Linked DNA regions of Xenopus laevis: region 1 is linked to region 2. Evidence: chromatin contacts called from public Hi-C data. All regions are on one chromosome and are shown on one strand. Each heading gives the region's core, a stretch centred on a gene start, on an enhancer-like site or on the middle of the called end of the contact. The rest is flanking DNA. Distances are from core to core; before and after follow the strand shown. Region 1 holds the start of tyro3.L (TYRO3 protein tyrosine kinase L homeolog). Region 2 has its middle 14 kb from the start of mga.L.

Evidence for each region. Hi-C and Micro-C count contacts between places; a contact is called where the count stands out from the background.
Region 1: a contact with region 2 is called in a Hi-C map of the XTC cell line, with 3 times the contacts expected there. The contact joins the promoter of tyro3.L here to the enhancer-like site in region 2. A contact is called at or near these places in 3 of 4 Hi-C or Micro-C datasets (the XL177 cell line, the XTC cell line and animal cap).

Annotation. Positions count from the first base shown.
Region 1 is chr8L:97,072,996-97,075,695 of Xenopus_laevis_v10.1, reverse strand. It overlaps tyro3.L (TYRO3 protein tyrosine kinase L homeolog), which reads left to right and starts at 1,412. Exons shown (of 19, transcript NM_001088754.2): 1 at 1,412-2,053. The coding sequence starts at 1,984.
Region 2 is chr8L:96,973,063-96,975,829 of Xenopus_laevis_v10.1, reverse strand. No RefSeq gene overlaps it. Among protein-coding and RNA genes, the nearest start is that of mga.L, 14 kb to the right of the region's middle. Within about 2 kb of position 1,314, at least 1 of the 7 cell types and tissues checked has an H3K27ac peak or open chromatin away from gene starts, as enhancers often do.

The DNA.
Region 1 (2,700 bases), core at 163-2,662, 100 kb before region 2:
AATTCCTCCCCCCGTGAGAGACAAGCATATATTCTTCCAACAATATGGCTATGGAAGAGCTAAATTCATACACAGGTAGGGTTGCCACTTAAATTGTATTTTACAGTCCTGGCCGGTAAAAATAATGCTTGATACCACTGTTAATAGAGGAAAAAATAAAAATACAGGAAGGCCAGTATTTTTTCCAACAAAAGGTGACACCCCTATACACAGGATTGCTTTAATAAATGGGCACAGTGGTCATTTGCCCACTGCCCACCATCATTCCTTCCATCTGCTATTACTTTTGACTAAACAATTCACCTGCAATGACAGACCCCTCATATGAATCCACATGGAGAGCACAGTAGTTACAGTATATTTTCTTTTTCCATTTTGTGATCATGATCATATTCCTATCGCTGTTAGCTTGGAGAGGTACAGCTGGACCCGCTAATTAGGGATGCACCAGATCCAGGATTCGGCCTTTTTTTTAGCAGTATTTGGATTAAGCTGAATCCTAAAGCCTGGTCGAACCGACTCTAAAAAAAATCACGTACATTTTCGTCATACAAAGTCAACATATTTGTGAACTGTGCGCTCAGCATGCGGTTCTCTTTTGCCCTTGGTTTCCTAATTTACATATACAAATTAGGGTTAAGATTCCATTTGGGATTTGGCTGAATTTTTTCATGATTCGGTTGAATCCTAAAATAGTGGATTTGGTGCATGCCTACCCTCAATGCTATCTTGGTACACACATCCCACCCCTTTATCGCCTGCCTTATTATTGTCTAGTTCACTTACGTGAGGGTAGTACTGTCACAAATATGTGGATAGCTGTAGGTGTCCTACCAATGAGGCCTTTGGCCCAATGACACCACAAATAAGTCCTGTTAATACAGCTATCTTATGTGTGCATCTGCATAAATAATCATTATTGGTAGAGTAGCAGTGAATGGGACAAATGATTAAATAGTAGGGAGCAGACTTTATTCCCTAAGAGGCAGTTATGTACAGGATATTGAAGGGATAAGGAGTGGGGAGGAATGATTATTTTCTTGGCATTATGATGATTGCTTTCTATTTACTTTGTTATTAATTCCATATGATCCCTGTGAATAATCCACTGTAAGAATGAACTACAGAGAAATATGTTATCACTCTTACTGTTTGCTTTCATCTTCTCTGATGTATTATGATGACTTACAGGACTGGTTTTCAATGTAACACGTTATTTAGAAATGTATTTGATGATTTGCTGTTGTGGGATTGTTGTAGAAATAGGAGCCTGCAGTGCCGCTATGCTGCCACTAGAGGGAGAAAGCCGATAGCTGAGAAGCCAAAATTCACACGCCTCTTCCTGCAAGATCCACTCCCAGGACTGAATCCTCCTTCTGCTCCTTCACTTTTGTGTTTTTCAGGAAAAGGAGGCGGCGGCGGCATCTCGGCTGTACAGTGAGTGGTTCTCGACTTACGTCTCTGTTACCTGGACGGCCGGCTGGAAGAAGCAGTGCAGCCGTGTAGCTTAGTAGAAAGCACTGCAGCAGGAGCAGGAGCGGCCGGGAGGGCGCAACGTGGGCAGTAGCGGTGGGACTGTGTTAGTGTGGGACTGTGTTAGTGTGGGTGGACAGGCACTGGGAGAGGTGAGCGCTGTCCTTGCCATTCTGCTTGGGAGGAAAGTGATGAAATGGATTGAGACAAGGCGGCTGCATCCGATTGTGAGCTCTGGGGGTCTGTCGTGTTACCGAGCGATCGCTCTGTGCTGTATGTAGCGTCCCTGGCGCTCTCCTTCCATCTGTTGCTCCGGAGCCGACTGCAGTCACTGGGTAACTTGGCTGAACCCGGGACAGCTGGACAGGGAGGGATCTCGGCTGCTGACTGCTGGGGGTTACTCTCGTCAGTCTGACCCGCTGTCTCCCCGGGATTCCTGAAGCGGAGGGGATCCGGCTGCCCGTGCAGGTGAAGCGCAGAGCCAGAGTATGGAGAGGCGGTGAGAAAGCAATGGTCTACCCCGGGCCCCCTGGCCTCATCGCGGGGCTCCTCCTGGCCGCCCTGTCCCTCAGCTGTGTAGGTAAGTGCCGCTGTCATTCCTTTACTCTAATCTACACTCCTTTGCTCTAATCTACACTCCTGTGCTCTAATCTACACTCCTTTACTCTAATCTACACTCCTTTGCTCTAATCTACACTCCTGTGCTCTAATCCACACTCCTGTGCTCTAATCCACACTCCTGTGCTCTAATCCACACTCCTGTGCTCTAATCCACACTCCTGTGCTCTAATCCACACTCCTGTGCTCTAATCCACACTCCTGTGCTCTAATCCACACTCCTGTGCTCTAATCCACACTCCTGTGCTCTAATCCACACTCCTGTGCTCTAATCCACACTCCTTTGCTCTAATCCACACTCCTTTGCTCTAATCCACACTCCTTTGCTCTAATCCACACTCCTTTGCTCTAATCCACACTCCTTTGCTCTAATCTAAATGCTCTAATCCACACTCATTTGCTCTAATCCACACTCCTTTACTCTAACCCACACTCCTTTGCTCTAATCTAAATGCTCTAATCCACACTCATTTGCTCTAATCCACACTCACTTACTCTAATTCACACTCACTTACTCTAACCCACACTCCTTTGCTCTAAATGCTCTAATCCACACTCATTTGCTCTAATCCACACTCACTTGCTCTAATCCACACTCACTTACTCTAA
Region 2 (2,767 bases), core at 65-2,564:
CAGGCTGCAGCAGTGGACAAATGGAGGCTTCAGAATCAGCACAGACAGTAATTGTCAACTCTGTTGACTGTAGTAACTTATAGCAGAATCCAGTTAGTGTTTAACCCTTTTTGCTCCTACTCGACTCCTGCGAACAGCCGTCCAGCCGAGGCCCTTACCACTTTGCAGAGCTGCTCAGTAACACTGGTTCTTGCTGCTGCAGGCACATGTGACATTGCGTCACTCCAGGACGGGTTGAGTTACATGCAGACGCAGCATCGCAATCGCCAGCCAGCAGTCATGTCCGGGAAGGGTTGCCACCTGCCCAGTATTTTACCGACCTGGCTGGTAAAAATGGTGGTTGATCCCAATGTTATTAATAGGGAAAAATTATAAATATATATAGGAAGGCCGGTATTTTTATCCGGAAAAGGTGGCAACCCTATTTCCAGGTGACTGGGACTCTCCAAAACGTGCCATTTGCCAGACAGTGTGAATGCAGAGTGAAGGGGGAGCGGGCGGGCTGGCAAGCAGGCTGGTGGGCCAGGAGCCAGTGGGCCCACTGGTATTCACAGAGCGGCTGGCTCTTGCACAGGATGCACTGCGCCACCAATGTCGGGACCCACCAGGTTTTCACCCGGTACCCCGGCAGGCCAGTCCGACCCTGATTCTTGTGGATGAATGGAAGCAAATCCCACCAACATTGTCTAAAAAGAGTAGAAGATGTTACAGTAGAAAGGGAGGACCAGAATAGTCCTCAACTGTTTTAAGCAGATCTGAAATATTCTACACCTAGAGACCCATTTACCAAAGGTCGAATTTCAAATTCGTGTGAATTTTTTTTTACTCTAATAAATTCGAATATACTCGAAATTCGATTGGAATACGTCTAAAACTTGAACTAATATTACTGACTCGAAAACTCAAATAGAATTCGATTGGATTTCTCAGAAAAAAAATTTTGAATGTCAGGAAGGCTATTAACATCTTCAAATGGGACCTCTCCCATTGACTTATACATGAACTCGGCAGGTTTTAGGTGGTGAATAGTCAATTTCAAATTATTCCCAGGGTAAAGGTTTGATAAATCTCTAATTTCTAATCTGAATTCGAATCGAGTTTGGATTATTCCCAATTCGAATTAGTGAGTTTTCACCAAAAAAAACACAATTTGAAAATTCTAATTTACTATTCGACCCTTGATAAATCTGCCCCCTCATGTGATCTTTTAGTTACCACACCACAGTTGCAGGCCCACACATTTCCCAGCTGTCCGTTGCACAAAAAATATCCCATTCATTAAAGGTACTCAAATCAAAATGCACATTTGTATAGTTGTTGTGGCCCCACTGCCTGCCTCCTGTCCTGAATTGAATGCTGCTGTGCCTATTGGTGCAAGGAAACCATGGTGCTACCACCACCTCCAAACAGGTGTTAACTCTGGGGTTCCCTTAGCGCAGCCTGATTTGCATCGAGGTGTAAGTGCAACAATGTTAATGTTGACACATTGGATGCAATTGCATCAGACACAGCTCCTGGAGACTGTAGTAAGTAAATGACCACCTAGGGCTTTCTAACGGGAGTGGGGAGTGCACATTAAATATTGTTCCTTGAGTTGTTTTGCTCCACAGTCCTCTTTGTATATTTAAACTATTCCTGAACAACATAGATAGTAAATAGAATATAATGCAGAAGGGCATTCAAAGAAATGCTCAATATAGAATAGTATGTTGGGCTTAAAGGAGAACAAAAGCTCCAATCCAAGAAGGGTTTCAAATGTTAGGGTAACCCCAAGTAATGACTTTACCTAAACCCCGGGCCAGTGCTCCTGTTCTCCTTTCTTCATGTTGGCACGTATGCCCAGTTAAAAAGCCAGCTTTTTTGCTCTTCTGCACATGCGTTGGTCCCTGGATTTTGAAGAAAGAAAGAAAGAAGGAAAGTAGAGGATCACTCGTTCACAAGTGCCCTGGGCATGTGCAGTTTTCTACTAATAGGAGCACTGGCCCATTGTCTCAAGTAAGTCATTACAATACTTGAGGCGTGCCCTAACATTTGGCACACTCTTTGGATTGGAGCTTTCCTTCTACTTCAATTCTATCTTGTTATCCTGCATGTTTGAAAGTTAGTCCTGTTATAATACCATCTGCAATCATTGCATCTTTCTAATATGTTCACTGTAAGCACATATTAATGTTTCATTACTGGAAGCACATATTGATAAGCAACACTACTGTGAGCACATAGCTATAGGTTCATACAGTAGCATGAATATCTTTAGGTGAAACTACTGTAAGCAGTGACCTTACACACCACAGGTGTATACTTGTCCCTTTATAAATGCATTGAATACAATTCACCTTGTTCACAATACTATATTTTTTCACAAACAAACATTTTGATAAAGTATATTGCATCAGTAACCATTATTCAGGTAAGGGACCTGTCATCCAGAATTCTCAGACCAGGGGGTTTCTGGAAAACAGATCTTTCCGTAATTTAGATCTTCATACCTTCTACTAAAAAATCATGTAAACATTAAATAAACCCAAAAGGCTTCCAATAAGGATTAATTATAGCTGAGCTTGTATCAAGTACAAGGTGCTGTTATATTATTCTATATATAATTCTGATTATTTGGATGAAATAGAGTCTATGGGTAATTTGTAACTTTCTGGATTATGGGTTTCTGTATAGTGGATTACATACATGTATTCATATGTTTCAATGTCTTATCAAAGCTTTCAGCACTGAAAATTGGATATACTTTTTTTTCTGCAAAAGATATAAG